3 separate regions of the Mus musculus genome follow, and all the other regions are linked to region 1. The links are chromatin contacts, called in public promoter capture Hi-C maps. All regions are on one chromosome and are shown on one strand. Each heading gives the region's core, a stretch centred on a gene start, on an enhancer-like site or on the middle of the called end of the contact. The rest is flanking DNA. Distances are from core to core; before and after follow the strand shown. Region 1 holds the start of Zfp760 (zinc finger protein 760). Region 2 holds the start of Flywch1 (FLYWCH-type zinc finger 1). Region 3 holds the start of 1520401A03Rik (elastin).

The links. Promoter capture Hi-C pulls out the DNA fragments that hold promoters and counts their contacts.
Region 2: a contact with region 1 is called in a promoter capture Hi-C map of cranial neural crest. The contact joins the promoter of Flywch1 here to the promoter of Zfp760 in region 1. A contact is called at or near these places in 2 of 39 promoter capture datasets (cranial neural crest and liver).
Region 3: a promoter capture Hi-C map of the HPC-7 cell line shows a contact between it and region 1, with 4 times the contacts expected there. The contact joins the promoter of 1520401A03Rik here to the promoter of Zfp760 in region 1. A contact is called at or near these places in 5 of 39 promoter capture datasets (the 3T3-L1 cell line, the HPC-7 cell line, cranial neural crest and 2 more).

Annotation. Positions count from the first base shown.
Region 1 is chr17:21,706,169-21,709,785 of GRCm38.p6, forward strand. Zfp760 (zinc finger protein 760) reads left to right here and starts at 1,573. Exons shown (of 6, transcript NM_001008501.2): 1 at 1,573-1,725; 2 at 2,443-2,554; 3 at 3,037-3,128.
Region 2 is chr17:23,769,873-23,773,489 of GRCm38.p6, forward strand. Flywch1 (FLYWCH-type zinc finger 1) reads right to left here and starts at 1,730. Exons shown (of 8, transcript NM_001357994.1): 1 at 1,543-1,730.
Region 3 is chr17:23,724,521-23,728,137 of GRCm38.p6, forward strand. It overlaps 1520401A03Rik (elastin), which reads right to left and starts at 1,931. Exons shown (of 41, transcript XM_017317755.2): 1 at 1,619-1,931. It overlaps Pkmyt1 (protein kinase, membrane associated tyrosine/threonine 1), which reads left to right and starts at 1,816. Exons shown (of 8, transcript NM_023058.3): 1 at 1,816-2,121.

The sequences.
Region 1 (3,617 bases), core at 323-2,822:
TGAACATAGTGGAACATGTGTTCTTATTACATGTAGGAGCATCATCTGGGTATATGCTCAGGAGTGGTATTGCTGGATCTTCTGGTAGAACTAGAAAACTCATTCTCTAGAGAAATTATACAAATGCAAAGAATGTAGTAAATCCTGTATTGAATTATCTCATCTTAAAAGGCATTACAGAATCCATACTGGTGAAAAGCCTTATAAATGTGATGTATGTGACAAATCCTTTAACCAGTGCTCAAGCCTTAAAACACATCAAAGAAGTCATACTGGGGAGAAGCTTTACAAATGCAATGCATGTGGAAAGTCATTTCCTCAGTTGTCAGCACTTAAAAGCCATCAGAAATTGCATACAGGAGAGAAGCCTTATAACTGTAAAGAGTGTGACAAATCCTTTATTCACTATGCCTCATATAGAAGGCATCAGGAAACTCATTCTCTAGAGAAATTATGCAAACACAAAGAATGTGGTAAGTACTTTCTTGAGTTATCACATCTTAAAACACTTTCCAGAATCCCTACTGGTGAGAAGCCTTACAAATGTGAGGTATGTGACAAATCCTTTATCCAGGACTCACATCTTAGACGACATCAGAGAGTTCATACTGGAGAGAGACCTCACAGATGTAAGGTGTGTGACAGATATTTTGCAAAGGGTTCAACTCTTCGAGCACATCAGAAAATTCATACTGGAGAAAAAAACGTAATAAAGCAATGATTGTGATATACCCTTTATCTAGCATACAAGTCTTAGAAGACATCAGAGAGTTCAGATTAAAGAGACCTTACATCTGTAAAGAATGTCACAAATCTTACTCGGTGCTCAACTCTAACAACACTTCAGAAAATTCATACTAAAGAAAAAAATACCCTTCTAAATAATGTGCCAGAGCATTTATCCGGTCTATACTTACAAATCACACCAGTATAAATAATATAAACATAAATATCTGGACATGGTGGTATAGAACTTTAATCCCAGCACTTGGGAGACAGTGCCAATTGGATCTGAGTTTTGAGTTTCAGGTTTTGGCTTGCCATTTTGTGTGTGTCCGTTGGGGATCGGACTCTGGCCTCTGAATTTAACCTGCTATTGTTTGATGTATGTAGCCCACAGGCTGCTAGTCAAGTCGAGACTATCTTGCATCTGAAAGGTTCCGAATCAAGAGTGTGGGGCAGGTTCTGGGGTGCAGTGTCCTACTAGATCCAGTTCTGGTCAAGGATGGCAGTGCTCATGGTGAGGCTGCGCAGAGAATGTGCAGAGCAGCCTGGCGTCTGGAGCTGTGTGGAAGGCAGCCTGAGACGGAGTGGGAGGGACCGGTCTCCACGGGGCGGGAAAACTGGTCTAGAAAAATAGAGCGAAGAGAAAACTAAAGCCCGCATGGAAGGCCTGGAAAACTCAATTGGACAAGGGATTTGAACCAGTGGGCTGGGTCAGAGAACCTACGTAACCGGAACCTATCTATAATAGGCGGACCCAAAGGCGGCTCCAGTGGCCGCAGGAGGGAGGGGCCGGAAAACCCTCCATTCTCTGAGAGGAAATCTTTGTTTAAGGGCTGGACGGCCGACACTGGCCAGAGTTTCAAGTAGATGTGAAAACTTCCTGCAGCCACTGGAGCCTCGTAGAACGGTCTGGGAGACTCGCCGGTCCGCACCACAGTGGCGGGAACCGCAGCCCGGCGATCCTAGCATCTCCCAGGTCAGAAGAGCTGTAGTAAACAGGTAGGAACTGGACCAGGGGCATGTTCAGTTTTCTGCTGCTCATAAGGATACCGTTTTCACAATTCTGGTGAAGGGTAATACCCTTGAAGATAAGTTTGAGAACATATGAAATGGGACACATGCTGATTTTACCATTTATCCGTGGTTTCCAGAATATTCTCAAGACTGTATCCCTTAGACTAATTGAGTTTATGTTTTGACCATTGAAAACACTATTCTTTTTGCTGTTATGCAAAAACTAAAACTGTTGGCATTTTCTAACGCCCTTGGTCTACCCGTTTCGTATTCAAGAGAGAGGAATTTGACATGGAGACTTTAAGGTCCCAGAGAGCTTGTTAACTACCAGCCCCATAAGGAGTAACTGCAGATTTTGATCAGTTTGTGGATTTTTTTTTTTTTTTTTTTTTGCTAAGCTACACAGTTATGTTTGTAAATTTTAACAATTCTTAAATAAAGGTTTTACTCATCACTCATTTTGCATTTGAGATGCATACACGCTGATGTGAATATAACAAATATGTGTTCTTATGCTGAGGTTTTAAGGCACACCTCAGGAGTCCAGAGAAGTACAGTATGCATGTTGAGAGTGAGGATAACAGGCCACACTGTTTACATTAGAAAACAGTATGTAATGGGACAAAGTTAGAAAGTATCTTTTCTGATGCAAGAAACACTCTGACAATGGACAAAGGGCAAACTGTTGCTTTGTAATTTCAGGGTTGTTGACATGCGGTGAACTTCTCTCAGGAAGAAGAGGAAATGCCTGGACCTCACTCATAGGGTTTTGTACTGAGATTGAATATTGCAGAATTGCAGCAGTCCTGTTTCTGTGAGTAACAATAGTCTCTTGCACTTTTCCTTGCTCCTCGGGGTTCCTGGGGAAATTACTCTGCATGTGTGTGAGCTGTGTGTGAATGAGATGAGCCTCACATCTCACAGAAGAAAGTGAAAGCCTCAGAGAAAAAGACAAAGTTTTCATGAAATTTCATCTGTTCTTCATGTTTGTTATTTTGGGATGTGTAAGGCTTCTTTCGTTTTTGTTCCATGATGAAACTAGATACTCAGTAGTTTATAATATCACTCCAGTAATACAGATTCATTTTTTTCCCTTGAGTTTTGATTGAGCTATGATTAGAAGTAGGATTCAAGTTATGGAAACTCAAAATGCTCCCTGAATATTTTCAGCATGCTGACCCTATGTAACAGTTGGGGGATCATTTGTAGAACCCTCTGTTCCCTTTTCTGTATTTCTGCTGAGCATAGTACTGTGTTAGAAATCCTGGTACTTACTGAAGAATCTCTCATATGCAGGGCTTGCACTTTTCAGCTACACCTGCTTATCGTCGAGCAGGACAAAGTGCCCTGGAAGGTGGAGAGAGAGGCATCAGTAGCAAAGGATCCAGGTATGTTGGAGGATTGACAAAGGGGTGGGAAGGAGTTTAAGTGACAGTGGAAATGGGACATGAAGTCAGTTTTGCCACATTCTGTTGTAGAGATTATTCTGGAGACTTCCACTGAGAATAATGTCCTCAGGATTATCCTTTGTAAACTTTAGAAGATTCTCTATGTAAGAATAAATACTAGGAACAATTACAATTTGATTGGATTTTGATTGTGAATGATGCTATCCCTCTTCCATTCATATTGCTAATCATGTATTTGTACCAATATTAAATGACTTTCCTTTCTATAATTTTAATGTAGTTCTTTACTAGGATACTTGATGCTTTTAAGTTTCTGCTTCAAAATTTGGGAGCTTATTGCATTTTCCTTGGTTCTAAATCTTTTCAAGTTATTTTCTTCAATCCATAAAATAATGCCAGTGTAAATTTGACAAGCATTGCTTAGTATCTCTCTGAAGTATTAAACTCCATCTTCACTGTCTTCCCATT
Region 2 (3,617 bases), core at 480-2,979, 2.1 Mb after region 1:
TCACTTTGCAGACCAGGCTGGCCTGGAACTCAGAAATCCGCCTGTCTCTGCCTCCCAAGTGCTGGGATTAAAGGCGTGAGCCACCACCGCCCGGCATCTCCAGACTTCTAATGTGGAGTTTCACAAGCTCTGCACTGGTGCCATTCTAGACCTGATCTCATTTCCCTGGGATGGGCAGGGTACGATGTTTATTGGCACCTTTGGGCTTTATGTACTAAATAAAACCCACTACCACCTCTTTTCTCAAGTCACCGGGGAACCAATACTCCTGGTGGAGAGGAGGGATGGGACAGTGAACTGAGGATACTGTTCCAAAGCGATTCAGCAATGCAGACGCTGCAGCAGGACATGGTGATACATACCTTTAATTCCAGCACTCAGGAGGCAGGGGGTGGAGGAGCTCTGTGAATTTGAGGCCCACCTGAAGCCCACAGATGAGGGCTACATAGAAAAACCCTGTCTTGAAACAAACAAACAAAAAGGAATAAGGCAGAGAGTGATAAACAGCCTTGTGTATGCATGCACAGAGACACACAAACACACACTCAGAATGATAAGGAAAACCCACATGAGATGTGGGAAGCCAACTGATAGATTTCCGCAATCCTCCTAGATGAGAATCTTGGCTAGACGGATTCCTTTACCTAACAATTCAGCTTCACATCCCTCCCCCAGCAAAGCCATCTTCATCTGCATAAGTGAGCATGTATTATCAGCTCTCCTCTACTTCATATGCTGTTTTGTTCCCACAAGTCAGACTAGTGGCACTTGGGAGAACAATGAGATAAACATACCAGAAATCTAAACCAAGCCCCAGCAATGGTAAGGACCCTGGAAAGCAAAGAAGTTAAAAACAAAACATCATAACAAAAAGATCTTTCTTGGGGATGGTTATCTGATTGTAGAGTAAGGAGTAAAGGGGGGTTTAAAACTGTCAGATAAGCTAGGTCTTGAATCAATGGGTTAGCAAGTCAGTCATTTGGAATGGAATGGAACGGAACAGAAAGGAATGAATTAGAACACAGCCTAAATAGATCTGCGTCATGTGAGATTGGTAAGCGACTCTCTTTAAACTTGCGATTCACGAAATCTATCTTCAGGCACAGAATATACACATAAAACATCTTTCTCAGTCTAGAATGCGTCACAAAGTTTGAAAGCCACAATGGGCAACCTATAGTCTGAACGAGGAGGGGTAACAACCGGCAAAAAGTGCAAGGTCATTGGGACCTGCGGCCGCCAAGGATGGGCCGCGACGGAGGACAGAGCTGGATGGACATGCAATGGGTGGACACGGTTCAAGGAAGATGGGCGAATGTGTGGTCCCGGATTTAGAGGTGTTAAGATCGGTACAGGAGTCGAGTGGGTTGATGGAGAGATCAGGTAGAAAGGAGGCGCATCGTGGATGTCCGACAAAGAAGCACCCCATGCCCGAGCTACAGAGCTGGGGCCCCTCCCCAGCACCGGGCGCGACCCCAGGATAGCCGGACCAGGCATCGCTCCGCTGGTCCGACCCTCCCGCCCGCAGGGGCCCGTCCTCACCGACGGCAGCGGGCCCTGCCTCTCCGGCGGCTGAGCCACCCGATCCTTCGTGTGAGTGTCCGCCAACGCAGGCGCCGGCCTAGCAGCCGGGGCTGCTCTAGGAACCACGACCCCGCCGCCCGCTCCCGCCGCCAACTGCCCCCTGGGGAGCGAGCCCGTGCCCGCGCGCGCGCCCCCGCGAGACGCCTGCTTGGGAAGCCTAGAAACTACTAGCGAGCATGCGCAGCAGAGGCGCGGAGCCATTCCTGAGGCGGATACCACTTCTCCGGGTCTTCTCTGCGCAGTGTCAACTTGACACCCTAGCCAATCAGCATCAGGGGCGGGTCTACTAACAAGGAAGAAGGCGGGACAACCCATGGTCCCGCTACTGCATCCGGGAGGGCGGGGCGACAGGTGAATTTGTAGCAAGGATGCAGGCTGGGAGTCATCACTAAAAGGATGACAGCGCTATTGATAGAGAGAACAGGACTTTTATAGGATTTGACTGCATTCTTACGAAGTTGTAGCTTTGGCTTAAGTGCGTCTTTAGGCCTGTGACCTTCAGAACTTTCTTTTTTACATTTTAAGTATTTTATTTCTTTATTTTTTATTTTTATTTTTATTTTAAGACAGGGTTTCTCTCCGTAGCCCTGGCTGTCTTGGAATGCTCTCTATAGACCAGGCTGGCCTCAAACTCAGAGATCAGCCTGCCTCTGCCACCCTAGCACGGTGAGTACTGGGATCAAAGGCATGCGCCACTGCCACCCAGTTTTCTTCCTTCCTTCCTTTCTTTTTTATTTTTTAAAAAACATAACTCTGACATATTTTAAGTGTATTTTTAAAATGTATTTGGATGTTCTGTCTGCATGTGTATCTGTACACCATGTGCATTTCTGGTGCCTGTGGAGGCCAAAAGAGGGCATAGGATCTCCTGGAGTTGCCCAGAGTTATGAACCACCATGTGGGTGCTGGATATCAAGGCTGGGTCCTTTGGAAGCAGCCCAATGGTCTTCATAACTGAGCCAGTTCCAAAGAACATTCTTTTTTTTTTTTAAGATTTATTTATTTATTATATGTAAGTACACTGTAGCTGTCTTCAGACACTCCAGAAGAGGGCATCAGATTTCGTTACGGATAGTTGTGAGCCACCATGTGGTTGCTGGGATTTGAACTCTGGACCTTCGGAAGAGCAGTCGGCACTCTTAACCACTGAGCCATCTCGCCAGCCCTCCAAAGAACATTCTTATGCAGCACGTTGAAACCCTTAGATACCCCCCTCTCCCAATCCAGGACTATCTGAGATTTGAAATAGTGACAATAACAGATCGCATATTTAAATAAGAATCCAGGAGCTGAATGTGTGTGGCACAAATGAAACAGAAGCAAGAGAATCAGGAATTCAAGTCTTTCATCAGCTACATAGTGAATGTAAGGCAAGCCTGAGCTACATGAGACCCTGGGTTTTAAAAACAACAATATAGGTGAATAAGTAAGTAGAAGAGAAAGATAAGGGTTTTGGTTTTGGTTTTGGTTTCAGAAATCTAAAAGTTAAAAAACTTTTAACTTTTAGAGAGAAAATGGGAAGCCCTGTGTGGCGGGGCAAGCCTGTAAACTCAGAATTGCGGAGACAGAGGCAGGAGAATGAGGCCATCCTGGGCTACACAGCGAGTCCTGGAAGCTGATTCTTCATAGACTGTCTCCAAAAACAAACCGTTTTGAAAAGAAACACTGTTAGGTAGTGGCTCTCAACCTTCCTAAAGCCGTGACCCCTTAATACAGTTCCTCATACCGTGGTGACCCCCAACCATACGATTATTTTTGTTGCTACTTCCTAACTGTAATATTGCTAGTTATGAACCATAATGTAAATATTTTTGGAGATAGAGGTTTGTCAGGGAGGTTGTGACCCACAGGTTGAGAACCACTGCCTTAGCGATTCTCAGCACTTAAACAGCTCTTTACAGAGGACAAAATTCAGTTAGGAAATCTGACACCCTCTTTGGCCTCCTCTAAAATCAGGCATGTACATATTATAGACACATGCATGCAGGCAGATGCTCATACGCGTGAGATATCCTGTCTCAAATAGCTAACAA
Region 3 (3,617 bases), core at 681-3,180, 2.0 Mb after region 1:
TTCTTCCAGCAAGGAGGAGCTATTATTCATTTTACACATGTGGAGACTGGCAGAGCAACACTACAGCCTTTAGTTCCCTCACAGGATGTCTGTCCACTTACCTGTAACTGCTGTTAATCTATATTTACTAGGTGTCTAGTGCAGCCTTCTCTGCAGAGTGAGATGTTTTCTGATGTATGCCACTGAAATAAAATGCTTTTATTTCTCCCTGTAGCGCTGGGGATTGAACCAAGGGCTTCACACCTGCTAGCTGACAGCCTAGCCTTTCTACTTCTTCCCTAGTTTCTTTATGAGACAGGGTTCAAATTGATAAAACTGTGCCGGGTTTTGAGACAAAGTCTCACTATGTAGCCCAGGCTGGCCTAGAACTTCTGATATATATCAGGGTGGCCTCAAACTCAGAGATTACCCCTGCCTCAGCCTCCCCAGGTCTTCAGTGTTGGGATTACAGAGCTATACACCACTTTACCCAACTTTTACTTAGTGGTTTATCTGAGGACAGGCATCTTGTTTCGTTTTTTTGTTTTGTTTTGTTTTAATTGAGTTTTCTTTTTCTTTCTTTCTTTTTTTAAGATTTTATTTATTTTATGTATGTGAGTACACTGTAGTTGTCTTCAGGCACACCAGAAGAAGGCATTACAGATGGCTGTGAGCCACCATGTGGTTTCTGGGAATTGAATTCAGGACCTCTGGAAGAACAGTCAGTGCTCTTAACCACTGAGCCATCTCTCCAGCCCCAGGAATATTGTTATAGTACCCACTGGCCTCCAATTCCTAGGCTCATGTGACCTTTCTGCCTCAGCCGCCTCTGTGCTTGGGGTATAGACATGTACCAGTGCAGTTTTTTGTTTGTTTGTTTGTTTTGTTTTGTTTTGTTTTTTGTTACTGTGTGTGTGTTAGTGTGTTTTAATCATTATGAATTAGACTTTGAGGAATAAATGGTTGGAAGAAGGGGAGGCCTGTCCAGAAAACGGAGCTGGCAGAAAATAGCTCTAAATAGTTGGAGAGGGACCTGTCTAGGGTTCTCAACAAGGACTAGACCAAGTCACAACTGTTCTGGCTCTCAAAGTCACTAAAGCAAAGGGAAGGGCTTGGAGGTGGGCGGTACCCCAGCTCTTGATCTCAGGCTTAAGTAGGGCCTGGCCTTCCTTCCCACTGTTGTTCCAAGAGATTGCAGGAGCATTTTAGAGAGATTGGCTATAAAGCATGATTTTTCACTTCTAGTTGAAATCAATAAAGGTCCCTTTCTCCATGAAGCAAGCTCCACCCCACTTTGTTCTGTGCAGACCTTCTTTAAAGAAATTGTCCTAGGTTCCTCGGCTCCACGTTTAGAAGAAAAGTGACAACCCATCATGTACCAGAGGTTGTGAGGCCAGGAAGTGACTGAGAGGAGTCAGTTGAGCACAAGGTTCTGAGCTAAAGGATGTAAGAATCGGCCTCAGACAGCCTATTTACAAGGAGACTCCACCGTCTTAGAACAGGCGCTACCAATCGCTATCCTGGGATGATGAAGACCGGTGTCTGAATATGCATAAGATTATAAGTAGTGGGACATTCGCTTGTGCTGTCCCCAGTGGCAACTCCTTGAGGAGATGCCACTTGGCTGCAGGGCCCTTACCTGCCCCTTTTATGGACACGAATATTAAGGCAGCCAATAGAGAGCAGCTGGTGTGGGGACCATAGTGTGAAGGCCGACAAATACCGACAGAGAGGGGCCAAGGATCGTTCCCGCCGCAATAGGCCTCGAAGAGTTGCGTCTGCGCAGTGAGAGCGCTCCGGCAAACTTCGGAGGCGGGGAGACCTCGGTGCGCACGCAAGACGCGAGGCGGGGCCAATGCCCCGGGCGCTAGACCCGCTGCACCAGGCGGGGGCGGGACCACGGGCGAGCCTGGGCGGGGCCTCGAGGCCGGTTTGGAATTTTTGGCGCGAGCTGGCTCCGCGCGCGTTCACGGGCGGTTCCCCTTCTTGGAGGGTGCTTCGTCCCGGTGTCCAGAGGCCCCGCTGCCCGACCCCGGCCTGCCTGGCCTCTGTGAGGTCCCCAGCGGCCCCCGCCGACCCGGAACCTGGGACCTCGCTGCTGCGCCACGCTGCGCCACGCTGCGCCACGCCCAGCCTCCCCAGGTGAGCCCACACCCGGGTGAGATCTCCCGGTTGCGCCGCTCTTCCGCCGGCGCCCTGGCCCGCGCTCCTGCCGCGCTGCGCCCCGCGACTGCCCTCCGGCCTCTTCTCAGTATCCGGTCACCCCCCCACCCCCCTGCAGCAGCCCCACCCCTCCGTGTCTGTCACGGGCCGGACTAGCCCTCGGATGACTCCAGGTCAGCGCTGTCGCCCACGCCCCGCCTACTCCCGCGGGTCCCCTGTCCCTTCCCATTGGGCGCTCCTTTTCCAGCACTGCCTCTCTTTCTCCCGCGGCTCTCTGGGAAGAGCCCCTCCACCCCCGGGTGACAGCCTGTTTACGCAATGGTTTGTCAGAGTTCCCCCTCGCCTACCGAACGGATTCAGCAGTGGCCCTGCACGGGAGAAACTCACAGTCTAACGCTAGATGGTGGTCAACAGATGGGTACAGCTCAGTAAGAGGGTGAGGTCCCTGGAAACCCAGTGGCTCAGGGACACTCTGTACTCAGCCGGGACTCCACTACCAACCCTTCTCACCCCATAAAAGCTGTTTGACCAGGCCAGAGGTATTAGAATGTAAATGACCAGTGATGTTGAAATGAAAATGGCATTGAGAGGGAATGGTCTCTCTGGCTGAAACAGAAGGTGATGGACTCCCAGGTGCTAGGCATGGAGACTGTATTCCTTCTTCCTTTAAAAAAAAAAAGTTTTTACTCTTTTTAATGCATGTGTATTTTTGTCTGTTTGTGCCTAGTGCCCACATAGGTCAGAAAAGGGTGTCAGATCCCTTTGGAATTGGAGTTACAGACGCTTGTGTGTCAGGGAATCAAACCTGGTCCTTTGGAAGGGCAGCAAGTACTCTTACCTCCCCCACCCACGTCCCCTTCAAGACTGTAGGTTTAATTAACAAGCATGATCGTGGATCCTTACAGAAGACCTGGGATGGGATTTGTTTTTTTTTTTCTTAGGGTGGGCATCAAATGCAGGACGCTGATGGTGCCAGGCATGTACTCTATCACTAAGCTAAAGGCCACCTCTGGGATGGGATTCTTGAAGTAAATAGATCCATAACAAGAGGGCCTTCCAGCAAGCCTCTTAAGTACTTAACCTAAGTAGTAATTTGATCTAGCTACTACTAGAGGTTAGGTGTGGCTCCTTTGATACATTGTGGCTTCCCCTAAAATGGACACTTTCTATTGCTTTTTTGCCTTTGTTTCAATTACAACATTGGAGCAACCCAACACCCTCTTTTGCCCCAAGGGGCACAAAGATACTGACACCAGGGCACTACTATACTTGAGTCATTTCAACTATTATCTAAAGCACTGATTAAGAAAGACAGCAGTTAGCATTTATGTCTTAAGTCCTTCAGCGTTCTGTATGTCTGTGCAGAGTTGCAGCTCCACAAACTCCTGGTGCCAGGTGCTCTTCATAATTCAAAATATCCCAGATTTAGGACCTGGAGTTATAGTAATAAGTCAGTTGGTTTAGCATTTGTCTAA